Linked DNA regions of Mus musculus: all the other regions are linked to region 4. A link is a contact called in public Hi-C, HiChIP or PLAC-seq and promoter capture Hi-C data. All regions are on one chromosome and are shown on one strand. Each heading gives the region's core, a stretch centred on a gene start, on an enhancer-like site or on the middle of the called end of the contact. The rest is flanking DNA. Distances are from core to core; before and after follow the strand shown. Region 1 holds the start of Dhfr (dihydrofolate reductase). Region 2 holds the start of Zfyve16 (zinc finger, FYVE domain containing 16). Region 3 holds the start of Serinc5 (serine incorporator 5). Region 4 holds the start of Rps23 (ribosomal protein S23). Region 5 holds the start of Hapln1 (hyaluronan and proteoglycan link protein 1).

Region 1 (2,700 bases), core at 158-2,657, 1.4 Mb after region 4:
ACTATTCTAAAGCTTGAAGTCTCTGGAGTTATTTAACCTTGCTGCAGAATGATAGTAAGTTCCTGCCTGCCACTCTACTTTTTACTCTGAAAAGGCTGTTGGGGGTGACTGTTTTTGCCATCAGAGACAGAAACTGGCAGGAACAGTCTCTCATTACCTCACATTCTACTAAAATTATGTGGAATTCTCTACTTTCCTACTCATATGTTAAATAAAATACTTCTACAAGATCAATTTTAAAAAATCTATTTTCAAAATGCAAAATTATAGAAGGAAGAGGAGTAATAAACGACCAATGTATTTCCTGTTTCAAAGCTTCCATTCACTATTAAAAGATGTCCTGAGACTATCTGTTGGCAGATAATCTATGAAAAACTTAAAACTTTTGCCTAATATCCTCTCAGTGGTGAGTGCAAAATGAATCTTAGTGAATGTACAGAAATAAAAAAAAAGCCTTAAAAAGAGAGAGTAGAGCATTAGTCAGTATTGGAAAGAAATATAAATGAAATGGGTTAAGATTCTTAAACTGATTTGCAACTGCAGTAAAATACAGGAGATGCCCGTTACAATCACCTTCTACATCTTCAGTCTGGGAAATGACCGAGGCCTTAACTCACCCTGAACAAGTGTGACACATTGCCAGCTAGTGTGGGAAACATCCTTGGGCCTGTGTTTGTGGCAGTATCACGATGGGGTTTTGGTTTTGTTTCTCTTTGCTTTGCTTTGAACTATCTGATGGGCTGCAAGCAACAGGAAGTAGCCAACTATAAGCATGTACAGAAACTTCATCCATCTAAATGCTTACACTGGAAATCTGTACAGTAAAACGATATTCTGGCACGGGGATCAGAAAGACAGAGCACATGGTTTTGAATTCTGAGAAACTAGCCTTAATGACAGCTTTCTTCTAGTCAGCCAAGCAAGCATATGTAAATAAAGCTCCTCTTCAACCATCAATACAGTAGGGAAAATGTAAAGGAAAGAATGAAGAACAGAGGTTAAAAAACGCATCCTGGGCCGGCCGGCCAGTCCTCGCCATTCACCACGATAGAAGTTTCTGGCTCGGGTTCCGGCTACCGACTGGAAGCACCAAGACCTCAAATCTATTACCGCTGGTCGGGTAAAAAAGTCAACTAAAACAAGGACCAGAAGAAGCCGCCACCTTAAGCCTTCCCTGGCCCCGCCCCTTAGCCCTACCCACCATTAATAAGCTCTCCATAAGGCCTCCGCTTCCGGCCACGACGGCTACGCACCCGCCCCACCCTGACCCCGCCCCTAGCGGTCCGGCCCCACCCCGCCCTCTAGCTCCGCCCCGTCCCAGACAGAACCCGCCCGGGACGGCCTTCGCCTAGGTGGACGCTAGGGGCGCCGCGGAGCCGTACTTTACCTTCTCTGCTGGCTCCGTGGAGGACGCGCTGGATCTTAGGCTTCCCGCAGACCTGAAGAACCGGCTTAGAACCGTTTGCCTCCCCGGGCCTGGGCCGGCGGCAGTAGAGCCTCCCGACGCGGATTTCCCGCGGGGCATTGCAGTGTGCAGAAGAGCCGGCCTGCTAGGAGCGCGAGCGCGCGGCCGCACTTTCTCGCGCCTGCGCGCGCGCACGCCTCAACCTGTGCGGGACCGGCCTTGGGGGCGGAGCCTTAGCTACACAAATAGAATGCGCGGCGGGCCTTGGTGGGGGCGGGGCCTTAGCTGCACAAATAGGATGCGCGGCGGGCCTTGGTAGGGGCGGAGCCTTAGCTGCACAAATAGGATGCGCGGCGGGCCTTGGTGGGGGCGGGGCCTAAGCTGCGCAAGTGGTACACAGCTCAGGGCTGCGATTTCGCGCCAAACTTGACGGCAATCCTAGCGTGAAGGCTGGTAGGATTTTATCCCCGCTGCCATCATGGTTCGACCATTGAACTGCATCGTCGCCGTGTCCCAAAATATGGGGATTGGCAAGAACGGAGACCTACCCTGGCCTCCGCTCAGGTATTGGCCGGGCTGGGCTCGGGAAACTGAGGCGGTTCACTGAGTAGGGTCATGCACTTGGCTTGGACGCGCGGGACGGGCGTGAGCGGTAGGCCTACCGGCCTCAGCCAGAGACCAAGCTACCGGTTCCCGCGGTGATCCCCCTGCTGTGCCAGCCTTTGCTCACAGGCTCCCTGGCCGGGAGCAAAGTCCTGTCCTTGAGCGGGCAGCAACACCACCCCCCACACCCACACCGGACTTGCACCTTTCGTCGCTGAATGGAGCCTGAGCATACATGACGGGTTAACTGTTTCTCTAACTTTCAGGAACGAGTTCAAGTACTTCCAAAGAATGACCACAACCTCTTCAGTGGAAGGTAATGTAGAGTAATTAAGTCATGAGAATTATGTTTGCTTGAAGCAAGATTTACATGGTAGAGGTATGAGTAGAAAGTCTCCCCTGGGAATCTGGGATCTCTGTTTCTTGCTAGAAATTTTTGTGCGATTCCCAGATTTTATTAAACATCCTCTTAGAATACTCTATGTTTGAAATTTTGTTAGCAAGTGCATATAGCTCGAATATAACTGGGCAGAATCGGCAGCAAAATTTAGCACTTTGAATAGAGACCTGAGCCGGTATTTAGAATTGTTACTGAAAGACAGAAGACTTGAGTAAATGGAGAAAAATGCAGGGGAGAAGAGGCTAAAAATAATTTAAATCTGTTGGCTTTAGGAAGACACGGTGGGATGAAG
Region 2 (2,700 bases), core at 129-2,628, 1.6 Mb after region 4:
GGAGATAATTTTATTATTTTCCTTAAAAATGATATAAAATATTCTAACAATATAAAAATAATAAAAATATATTAGAAGGCAGTTGGACACTAGACTGTAAGGGGTATAAAATTGTGAAAGACAGTAATATGATCATGAAGAAAATGTTCAATGTACATTAGAATTAGAATTTAAAAACAACCAAGATTTTTTAATATAATAAAGTATTTGCTTCATTGTATGACTATTTTTAAGTGAATATGTGAAGAAAAAAAAGAATTTCCAGAGTTTTAATTTTCAAAATGGTAAATATTCTGCATTAACAATTACATTTTCTTGAATATTTTTCAATTGTCATTATCTTCAACCATATAGGATACTATGTGTAATTGGCATTATGACTGGGGACAAAAAAATTAGTTTTATTTGTAAGGTAGCTACTTCAAAAGATTGTTTTTGCTCATATTATTATGTGTATAGTAAAAAAATGTAATGGGTATATGTGTACAGCTTTTAAAAACATGGGAAAGGTGAGCAACACTCTTATCATTTTAAGTTTAAAATGCAACAGGGGCCAAAAAAAAAAAAAAAAAAAAAAAAAAAGGACAAAGAAAAATGTCAAAATGGTAAGCGGCTGGTTACTTTTGCACGGTGGAATGGTGACTAGCTCATTCCTAATTCCCTCCTCTAATTTTTAAATAGCTTGCCACTAAATGTGTAGTTTAATATCAAAGAGAAGGGGGAAAAAAGAAGTTATGTGAAAAATCGGACAGACACGATCAAACCACTAAACTTTTGCCAACTCGAGAAATGCCAAACTCAGCCGAGTAAGTGACGGAACCGGATGACATCACCAACTTATTCTTTGAATTAAAAGATGAAGTTAATATTTAAATTTACGGGCTGGTTTTCTGACATGGCTAACCAAGAACATGAGTCTGGAATGTAACAAATTGCAATCACGGTCGCACAAACAGGTTAACTGTTAAAAGTTAAGGTCATCTCTTCAGAGGCACCAAAGACAGCGAGCGAACACTGAGGCATCAGTGAAACGGAGGAGGCGGCGACAACAGGCGCCGCGGGGACTCGCGGGATCCAGTGCGGCCCGACCCGGCCCAGCCCAGCCCGCGATGGGGTCGGGTATCTCGGCCGCACAGAGCCCAGGGTGGCAGGCGGGTCCCGGAGGAAGGCGAGGCCGGGCCGTCGCAGCCTAGCGAGTCCGAGGCCGCCCCGCCCCTCCGCCCGCAGTACGCTGAGGAGAGGCCGGTGGCGGCTCCGAGGCTCTTACCTCCCCACACCCCGCCGAGCTCTCGGGGACTCGACGCGACGCCGCAGTGAGGCGTGAAGAGTAACCCGGCCACGACACCCAGGACAGCGCGACGCCAGCCTAGAGCTCGTCCCCAGCCGACCTAGCAGAGAAGGGCGCAGGCGCAGAGAATGCTTCCCGCTGCCACGCCCCCTCCGGGAGGCTTGATCTATGCGCATGCGCGCTGCTCGGGTCCGAGCCAGTCCACGCGGGCGCGCCGGAAGTGGCCAGGCGACTCCGTTGGGATCCTGCGCTCGGACGCTGTTCCAAGGACGCTCTTCTGCTGGCCTCAGGAGGTGACTAGTGCCACAGCTCAGCTGACCCGGCACTCCGGTTTGCACCAGCCAAATCCAGCGGCCGACACTGTATCTCACCTCCGGGCAGCTCCTAAATGCCGGTCCTTGGGTGAGCGGATTGGCCGACGCCGCCCTGCACTTCTGGCTGTACTTCTGCATTTCCAACCCTCTGTAGCCTCCAGAGCGGCTGCTGTCTAAAACCAGAAGCCAGCTACCCTCTCGGAAGGAGATGCCCGATGCCTCGCGCGCGCTCTCTGCTTCGGCCTTCGCATTTTCACCACGAGTTTTCTAAAATTCAAAGAGAGCGAAGAGAAAATTAGTATCCGGACCAGCTTGGGGACTGCTGGCTCGCCTAGGCTTTCGAGAGATTACAAGCGTTATCGCTGCTGTGATTTGTACTCAAGAGACTTCACAGTCAGAGCTCAGGTCCTCAATTCAGTAATTGGCAACTGTAGTTTATCTTTCAGAGATTCTGCATCTCTACTTCTGGTTCCCCTTCTAAACTCTGATTTTTGCCAAGAGCAAAACTTTTGGTTGTGTAAGGTGACTGGCCTGTTCTTTGACAGACAATGCAAAAGAGATGCTTCGCTTACATTAGCTAATTAATCTTAAGAATAATTCCACAAGGGCTGGAGAGATGGCTCAGCCGTTAAAGGCTAGTCTCACAACCAAAAATATAAGAATAATTCTACAAAGTACAGTGTGTATTTTCACTTTTATACGTTGGACACTGTCACAGATAAAATGGGGCCGTCGTCTTTTTGGAACCTCAATTCAGAAGCAGTGGCTTGTGCATACAAATTAGGGGCAAAAGTATATAGTACAATGTAAGGACAAATAAGAGTTATTTTAAATGAACAAAACAACATTTTAAAGTATATGCAAATCAGTTCACAAAATAGCATGTCTACCACATTTTATTGATGTTCAAACTTAATATAGCAGAAACAGTGTATTCTCCATAAATCTGTTTTACCAATTTGCTTAATTTATAGATGAATTCATTGGTGAGAATAGTGTGGATACTCTCATATCCTGGTGTGGATATAAGTTAACACAAATTCACATATAAAGTAGGACTTTTGAAAGAACCTGCTTAGTAGCCAGGTACAGTAGCCC
Region 3 (2,700 bases), core at 141-2,640, 1.7 Mb after region 4:
CCACTACGAGGTCTCTGATCCTAATCCAGTGACACTGGGACACTGGGTGAGGGGTCTCCTAAAAGAGTGGGTAAGTTCCAGCTCAAAGGTTTGGACAGTTTACCCCCCTCCCCCACCTCTTGGTCGGTTCCCACAAAGACAAACTCTTGGTGTCAGACCGGTTTCCCCAGGGGCTGAAGTTCTAAGTCTAGTGACCGCCCTGCAGCAAACAATGGAGCTCGCTGTGAAGCCCTGCGGAGGTCCTGGCTCTGAGTTACAGGCTGCCACCCAGCAGGTTGCTCCTCCCACACCTTCTTATTTTTAGTTACAGCCACTGTCTTCATAACTTTTCTTAACCGCCAAGTAGGGCTCGGTTGTGTGTGTTACTCTAAACTCCTGGATCTAAGACGCCAGAAGATTCAGCGTTGGTAATAACTAAAGCACGGATTATCAAAAACAGTTTTTTTTAGTTTCTATCTCCTAAAGTTCCCAAGACACTATAGGCAAAGGCTCTGTCCAGGGAAGGTCAAGTCCTGGGTTTTGTGCCTGAGGATCAGACGCTAGGCTAGGATTGTCAGCTAGGCGTTTTCACTTCCCAAGGCTTTAGGCAAGCTATTCAAGTTACTTATCCGCTGTCACTTTCCTCACACGGGTACAGCAATGTTTATCTGAAATACTCTTCCAACCAAAAAGGCATTGGTGTAAAAATCATACTAACAGAAATGGTTTTACATTTGAAGTAACCGTGAGAAGAGATTCAGGTAGAGAGCAAAACTTGGCACTCCCTTGGCATCCAACAAGCAAATGTTGGAATCCTCCTTTCAACGTGGGTCAGCTGAGAGGCAACTAGGACCCCAACCTAGGTTCCCAGATCGACTCTCGGTCAGAGTTCCGCGGGAACAGCAGGTGGAACAGCTAGGCGCCTGGGGAGACCTGGCATCTGAGGGGGTGCGGGAACAGAGGGGTTTCCCGAACGTGGATCTGGTAGATGCCTGAGGAGTAAGGCGATCGCAGTCCCATACCAGTGGCGCCCTCGTGGAGGGACCAGCGCAGGGCATTCGGGAGGGAGTCTTCCTCTAGGGCTACGGTTTTAACTACCAAAGGCAAGCGGATCTAGTTTACTGGATCCGGGGCGGAGGAGCGCCGCGAAACCCGGCGGGTCAGTAAAACCCGAGAGCTTGTAAAGACTGCATTCCCTTGGTCTAACTCCGGCGGAAGTGCCAGAGAGGAAGAAGCCCACTGTGCTGCCCGGAAAGGGGCGGGGCCATAGCCATCCGCCGGGCCGCTCAAGGGGCGGGGCCTAGGATATGGGGCGGAACCTACACTCGGGGCGGTCTTAGGGCGGAGCCTGTGGGGCGGGGCTTGGCGGCGGTTGTTTTCGGGCCAGGGTACGGGGCTCTCAGCTGGGCTGCTGGGCTCGGGGATAGGAAGCAAGACGAGCTTCTTCAGTCGCGCGCTCGCGGACCAAGCCGAGAGGGCCCGAGTGACGGGCCCAGCGGGCAGCGTCCCCGAGGCGAGGTCGTCGGCCGCGGTGATGTCTGCCCGGTGCTGTGCTGGCCAGGTGAGCGAGGCGGGCTGCCGCGCGGGTTATCAGAATCGCGGACACCGACGCGAGCCAAGCTCGAGTTCTGGAAACCCTGTGGGCGGGAAGGGACGCGGGGAAGCCCGAGAGGCAACCCCAGCGACCTCGGTGTTCGGCCTCCGGGATTCCGGGCTGGCAGGGCGAGCGGGTCTGGAGCTGAGGATCCCATCGGTTCCCAGGACGTGTCACCTCCGGTCGAAGCCTCGAGTAGTGGCTCTGAGTTCCGTAGCTCTCCTGCCACTGCACTGCCTGTGGGATAAATCCAGGAAAAACGTGGGGTTGGACAAGATCTCTGTTTCTGTACTCCGAGCACAACTGGTCAGTCCGAGCAGGGCGGCCGCGTTTGGCATCTCCAGGTCTAGAACATGGGGCTCTGTATTCACGAGAACGTCTGGATATCCGATTTGCAAACTCCCGGACACAAGTCTAGGCACAGGGAAGGCTCAGCCCTGCTTTATGGGTTTACCGACCGGACCCTACCCAACCCTGACTGGGCACGAGCCTTCGCTCCCTTCTTTGCAACTCATCTTGCTGGAACCTGTTTTGTAATCTTGCCAGTTAAATTCACGATATCCAAGCCATAGGAGGCTCCTAACTGGAGAGAATTATTAGGTTTTAGCCCTTTAATGCTAATTTCCCTTTTTTTTCCTGCAGGGTTAGAAAAACAACAGCGAACTAGGTAAAGCCATCTGGATGTCTTTCTCCCATGTTGTCTTTTTGTTAGGTTTTAAGGGGTTATAAAAAACAAAAACAAAACCTCGAATCTGATCGCGGTGGGTGGGCATTCAGGTGCAGGACTGGTCTTGTTTACTTTGAACGTCAGGACAATGGGAGCCAGCTGTACGTGCTGTAGGGGGTTAAGCTGTGTCTCTGGACCCATCAGGTTTAGTGGCCTATAGTAGTCCTGTCCTCTTAGAGGTGGCCCTGTATGTCAAGCTGGCATTTTTCAGAAATGAGGAAAGTGGGGCTTTTTGGTTTGAGTAAAATGATGCCCGTCCCCTCAATGTCTGGAAAGGAAGGACGAAGGAATATGACCCATTCAGGCTTTTTAGACCAAGAGGGGCAGAAAAGATTGTTTTCAGAAAATTGCAAATATTCATTCTCTCTCTCTCTCTCTCTCTCTCTCTCTCTCTCTCTCT
Region 4 (2,700 bases), core at 155-2,654:
TCACAACCACCCGTAATGAGATCTGATGCCCTCTTCTGGAGTGTTAGAAGACAGCTACAGTGTACTTATGTATAATAATAAATAAATCTTTGGGCCTGAGAGAGCAGGGACTGAGCAAATGGAGTTGACCCAAGCAAGCAGGGCCGACCGGGGAGCAGAGGTCCTAAAATTCAATTCCCAACAACCACATGAAGGCTCACATCCATCTGTAGAGCTACAGTGTACTTACATACATAAAATAAACAGATCTAAAAAAAAAAAAAAAAAAAAAAAAAGAATCCCCAGCTTAAATCTAAAGATTTAATATCAGAGGAGAGTTTCAGAAGGCTTTACTGCGGTAAAGTTCTGTTTGTTTGGTTTGTTTGGTTGTTTGGTTGTTTTTGAGACAGGGTTTCTCTGTGTAGCCCTGGCTGTCCTGGAACTCACTCTGTAGACCAGGCTGGCTTCAAACTCAGGAATTCACCTGCCTCTGCCTCTCAAGTGCTGGGATTAAAGGCATGCACCACCATGCCCAGCTGTAAAGTTCTGTAATGCCCAGGCTTTCAGAACCACTGTTGCTTTTTTTTTTTAATCTCTCAGTTCAATTGACAAGAGAACCACCTTTCACTTCTGGAAGGCTGTATCCTATGCTAAATATAGGCTCCCAGCTCAAATGTAACCTACAGGGATACCTTCTTAAAGTCCACCCCTTCACTAAAAAGCTTCATTTTTCTATAACATTTGTCAGTGTGTAAAGATATTTTTTTATATTTATAGGCTCTGTCCCTTTACCTAGAATATAAACTTAACGAGAAAAATCTTCGTTCTCTTAACTGCCAAATATCCAGTGCAAAGACATTAAAATTTTCATTTTTATGTGACTCAACATCCCAGAAAAACTACAGGAAAGATTCGGGTTGTAAAGGTACTAGAATTAAGCAAGGACGCACAACCAACAAATGTCAGCTCACTGTTTAAAGCTCAAGTCTGGCTAGAAACAACAACAACAAAAATAATCGATTTTTCATCACTGAATCATTGCCTCACTAAAATTTACAATTTACTGACGCTGGGAACCTCCTACTCCGTCCAGCCCCACCCCGCTCCGCCCTTTCCGAATTAGCACCGCCCAGCCCTGGGCCTGAGGTGTGGGGGGGTGGGGGGGTGGGTTGAGGGAGTTGCAGAGGACGCCTGCGCAGTGAGCAGTTAGCGCAAAGATTTCTGGGATTGGTAGTCCGTATTCCTCTAGCCTTGTCATTTGCCTGAAAAGGAAATAACAGCGTAAATGAAATTGCTTTGGATTTGATACATATTAAACAAAACTCTGTGTCTCACAAAAGTGGAGGCACTGAATCGTTTCCTCCACCCACACACTCCCCGGTACAGGCGCCGCTTGGACAGCCGCACGGGGCCTTCGGCTGGGCGGGGCTTCCCGCAATGCCTTGTGGGTCCTTCCTGCACCTCCTCTCTCTTTCTCTTGGGCCCGTGGCGCCGGCAAGATGGGTGAGCTGTGCGGGGCTGGGCTGAGGGGCCGCCGCAGGGCTCTAGAGCTCGGGATACGGCCTATCGTGGGGAGATAGAGCGGAGAGTAGGGCTGTAACCGGGCGGAGGTCGGGAGAAGGGGCGCCGTCCCGCGGGCACGTGGCCATACGGAAGAGTTCCTGCGGCCTTCGGGCGGCCTTGCCGGGACCCATTACCCTGGAAATTTAAGTAAGCGTAAAGGCCCCAGCCTGGGTTTGTGTGCAGCTCCGAGTTAGGGGATTTCGAGGGTAATTGGCCCACGTGCTAAGAGGAGCCACAGGTCTCTGGCGCAAACGTCCCTTCTGCTGAAGCTCGTGTGCGGAAGCGCGGGCTCGGTTTGCGGAGCATTCAGTGATGTGTGTTTTTTAGGCAAGTGTCGTGGTCTCCGAACTGCCCGGAAGCTCCGCAGTCACCGACGGGACCAGAAGTGGCATGACAAACAGTACAAGAAAGCCCACTTGGGCACAGCCCTGAAGGCCAATCCGTTTGGGGGTGCCTCTCATGCAAAGGGAATTGTGCTGGAAAAAGTGTAAGTCAAAAGCTGCGCGCTAGAAGCGATGGTTTACCGTAGTTGAGAACGAAGTAGTTCTTCAAAAGTCGCAAAAGATCCTGAGCCTGCGTTGGTTGGGGTTTTTATAAGGAAAAAATGGGAAATGTGCTTGTTTATGTTCGGCCAGGGATGAGATTACTAAAGTTTTTAATTTCGGCTGTAGTCTGGAAGGAATGGAAGAAGTAAAAGTAATATAGTACATACTAAAGCATACATTGAACAGTTGGGGGGGGGGCTATACCTTAAGCAGCTGGTACATTCTTAGTATCTTTTTGGAGTTGAGAAAATTCCTTTTCTGGCATGTTTCTGGTGCATTGGCTTTTTAGAGTGATGATTTTTTTTTTTTGTGTGTGGCGTTCACAAATTTCGCAACAAGAGTTTGAATCCTCATTTTTACCACTCCAGTGGCGCTAAAGTTCGATTTTGCCTGTAAAAACTTCATTAAAATAGTGGCATCTGCAGGATTTGAGACTGGATTGACTAGGAGCTGCTTCTACTTTTATTCTTAATCGAATTTTAAAAACCTTACTGACTTCACATGTGCCATTGATATTGCAGAGGGGTTGAGGCCAAACAGCCAAATTCTGCCATCAGGAAGTGCGTCAGGGTGCAGCTCATTAAGAACGGGAAGAAGATCACAGCGTTCGTGC
Region 5 (2,700 bases), core at 99-2,598, 1.4 Mb before region 4:
AAGACAGTAGCGCCGCTCTCCGCCAGCCAAAGGACTAGGATCTTCAGCGCTTCTGCCCAGTCACCTACCCGACCCGGAGTCCCCAGTCACCCTCCTTCCAGCCTGCCTCACTAGTTTATCTGCCAAGAGTCTGGAGTACCAGTCTCTTTGCCCCTGGTCCCTACACCCTCTCCGCGCCCCTCTGCCCCCAAGCTATGATCTCCGAAGTGATGAACCGAATGATCCCCGAAGTGATGAACCGCCTTCTCCCCGGCGATCCCCTGGCTACCTGCAGTGGTCCGCGGAGTGCCTGGGATGCTGCCCAGGGCCCGGGTCCACCGCACTACGCCTGCTCTCAGGCAGTGATTCTCTCCCCCTCCCTCCCTGTGGGCCTCTAGAGCTTGTTTGCTCTTCCTCAGCCCAGATGCCAGATCAGTTCCCTGCCCCGCCGCTTCAGCAGCTGTTTGCTTCCTGCAGCGTGCTTTTTTTTTTTTTTTTTTTTTTCCTTTCTTTTCCGCCTTTCCTAGGCCCAATCAAAGGTGGCTCTGTTTTTGAAATGCGAAGCCGTTTCCTCTCCAAACCCCTTGGCTACTCAAGGCAGGAATCAATGGACCTATATACTCTCCCTCGAGTTATAAATAAATGTCTATTTGTTCAGGAGGCGTTTTCCCGCGTGTCCCATCATCTTCCCCAGTAGTTATTTTAAGTGTGTGTGTGTGTGTGTGTGTGTGTGTGTGTGTGTGTGTGTGTGTGTGTGTGTGTACACACACGTACACGCGCGCGCGCCCATGTCCTGGTCCTGTGACATCTGGTTCTAATCCTGAATGTGGATCTATAACCCAACCCCACCCACCCAGACTCCCCCTTGCATTCCTCACTCTATAAATAAACTCAGGTTCTTAGGCACTATCATCTAAGGACACAATAGCAGTTGTGGGTTAAAGGAAATTTAATCCAACACAGATACTGAGTCCCGCAGCCAACAATTTGGGCAAAACAAGCAATCTGGGTAAAAGTTAGGTGCTCAGTTGTCCCTCTTGTCTGTAGGGGGAAAACCTCTCCGATGCTTAGATACCCAAACTACAAGGTGACAAATTGTGTAGGAAAGTCAGTAGAGGCTACAATTCATCCCACAGATCCCGAGTGGCACCTCCTGTGGACATAACCCAGAGTAGACAGGCAACAGGAGGTACAGTGTGGGTGGGGGCTTGTGGTTGGGCCTGCTGCTTTTCCTGAACTCCAGAGCTGAATCCTCCGGATCTGAGCAGAGGGAGTCATCTAAGAGACTGCTGTTTTACAAGGTCTGGGCACAGAGCTGCCCCTCCCTTCCCCCCCTGAAGTTTGCATGGAGTGCAGTTAGGCTGTAATTAGAGGATCTGGGAGGAGAAGTCTCCTGGTGACGCTTTGCCTTTCTTCTGCTCTTGGTGAGAAGTGGCTCCTTTATCCTCGGATCAGGACCTCTGCCATCCAACACCACAAAGAGACATTCTGCACACACGCGCTCGGACACACACACCCATACCCACACCCACACCCACACCGCACTCGCCCAGAGACAAACTTAAGGTCAGGACGAGCACTAGCTCACTTCATCTCCAGCTCCCAGCTAAGTGGGACTCAGCTTCTGAACTGGAATTCAGGACAAGGTAAAACTTCCATCATTTCTGTTTGGTGGGTTTCCCCCTCTTTCAGACATATCTTGGTGCCTTATATATTTCATAGCACTGCGCATATAATGTATGTACGGAGTAAACAAATTTTCTTGTTTTCTTCAGTCTTTATTTAACATAGCACCTCCACTTTTTAAAACTATTGTCAGATAAAATAGCATCGCAATAAACAGGTTCAGTCTAGACGTGAAGAAAGAATTAACTCAAGTTTTCCTAGCTTTTGCAACTGTTGCTATTAATCTGAAAGGCACACGGTTTCAAACGGTGGCTTTTCCATCTGTACTTCAACAGGCAGTTTTATAGCAGCCGAGATGAGAGTAAGGGGTACAGAGTGCGGATGAACTGTGCAATGAGAATGTCCATCCCAGAGTTACGACTTCTCTCTGAGGGGATGTATAGGTTTACGTGAAAAAGAAAGTTACTTCCATTATAGCTAATACCTATTAGATTAACAGCCTTTGAAACGTCAGATTGTGGGTAATTCTAAAATTCTGAGTAATTTTAAAGTTAGGAACAGATAATTATAATGCATTGGGTTTTTTGTTAGGAGTTTTTTTTTTTTTTTTTAATTTGTCAATGGACAATATCAATGTCCTAAAAGTATTCCAAACCGTAGCTGTTAAGAACACTTTTTAAAAAGTTGCCCAAAGGACTTATTTGCACGTTGAAGCTACTCATTAATGAAAGCAAACCTGTAGTCCTAGGGTTGGATTAAGTTGTCCTCTTCTGTTGAATATGCCTGTTGTGTCCAAATAATACAGTCTGTTCATTTGAAAATAAGTTGTTTTATTTTCATTTATCACTGGAAAAGTACACAAGGTAGCCAGTACATTTGGGGAGTTTGAGGGTGGAAAATGTTCCTGTAAGTGGTCCAGTATGATGTCATGAAATCAAACATACTGGCTGGCTTCTTAGAACCGAATGGTTATTAAGAAATAAAGTCTGTGAATTAATTTCCTAGTAAATGTAATATTTATTCATTCCAAATGTACTTTCTGGTAACCATTTCTATTTGATTATTTCAGTATGCTAAGTTTTGAGTAATGTTATA

The links. Promoter capture Hi-C pulls out the DNA fragments that hold promoters and counts their contacts. A called contact is a pair of places that touch in the nucleus more often than the background predicts. HiChIP or PLAC-seq counts read pairs in DNA pulled down with a chosen protein or histone mark.
Region 1: a contact with region 4 is called in a Hi-C map of CD8 T cells, with 4 times the contacts expected there. The contact joins the promoter of Dhfr here to the promoter of Rps23 in region 4. A contact is called at or near these places in 12 of 39 promoter capture datasets (3T3-L1-derived adipocytes, the C10 cell line, the HPC-7 cell line and 9 more), 11 of 484 Hi-C or Micro-C datasets (B cells, CD4 T cells, CD8 T cells and 8 more), 4 of 115 datasets of contacts at active chromatin or transcription factors (astrocytes, embryonic stem cells, large pre-B cells and 1 more) and 2 of 9 other capture datasets (adipose tissue and liver).
Region 2: a promoter capture Hi-C map of liver shows a contact between it and region 4, with 3 times the contacts expected there. The contact joins the promoter of Zfyve16 here to the promoter of Rps23 in region 4. A contact is called at or near these places in 4 of 39 promoter capture datasets (hippocampal neurons, liver and pre-B cells), 1 of 484 Hi-C or Micro-C datasets (CD4 T cells), 1 of 115 datasets of contacts at active chromatin or transcription factors (regulatory T cell precursor) and 2 of 9 other capture datasets (adipose tissue and liver).
Region 3: a contact with region 4 is called in a promoter capture Hi-C map of embryonic stem cells, with 4 times the contacts expected there. The contact joins the promoter of Serinc5 here to the promoter of Rps23 in region 4. A contact is called at or near these places in 1 of 39 promoter capture datasets (embryonic stem cells) and 1 of 484 Hi-C or Micro-C datasets (CD4 T cells).
Region 5: an H3K27ac HiChIP or PLAC-seq map of embryonic stem cells shows a contact between it and region 4, with 5 times the contacts expected there. The contact joins the promoter of Hapln1 here to the promoter of Rps23 in region 4. A contact is called at or near these places in 4 of 39 promoter capture datasets (the 3T3-L1 cell line, frontonasal cranial neural crest, liver and 1 more) and 3 of 115 datasets of contacts at active chromatin or transcription factors (bone marrow-derived dendritic cells, embryonic stem cells and stem cell-derived neural progenitor cells).

Annotation. Positions count from the first base shown.
Region 1 is chr13:92,353,376-92,356,075 of GRCm38.p6, forward strand. It overlaps Dhfr (dihydrofolate reductase), which reads left to right and starts at 1,408. Exons shown (of 6, transcript NM_010049.3): 1 at 1,408-1,969; 2 at 2,275-2,324. The coding sequence starts at 1,884. Msh3 (mutS homolog 3) reads right to left here and starts at 1,628. Exons shown (of 24, transcript NM_010829.2): 1 at 1,388-1,628. The coding sequence starts at 1,525.
Region 2 is chr13:92,529,432-92,532,131 of GRCm38.p6, forward strand. It overlaps Zfyve16 (zinc finger, FYVE domain containing 16), which reads right to left and starts at 1,379. Exons shown (of 18, transcript NM_173392.4): 1 at 1,268-1,379.
Region 3 is chr13:92,609,748-92,612,447 of GRCm38.p6, forward strand. It overlaps Serinc5 (serine incorporator 5), which reads left to right and starts at 1,391. Exons shown (of 12, transcript NM_172588.2): 1 at 1,391-1,540. The coding sequence starts at 1,514.
Region 4 is chr13:90,921,718-90,924,417 of GRCm38.p6, forward strand. It overlaps Rps23 (ribosomal protein S23), which reads left to right and starts at 1,405. Exons shown (of 4, transcript NM_024175.3): 1 at 1,405-1,482; 2 at 1,870-2,029; 3 at 2,609-2,700. The coding sequence starts at 1,479.
Region 5 is chr13:89,539,288-89,541,987 of GRCm38.p6, forward strand. Hapln1 (hyaluronan and proteoglycan link protein 1) reads left to right here and starts at 1,349. Exons shown (of 5, transcript NM_013500.4): 1 at 1,349-1,625. It overlaps Gm34699 (a long non-coding RNA gene), which reads right to left and starts at 382. Exons shown (of 8, transcript XR_382713.2): 1 at 269-382.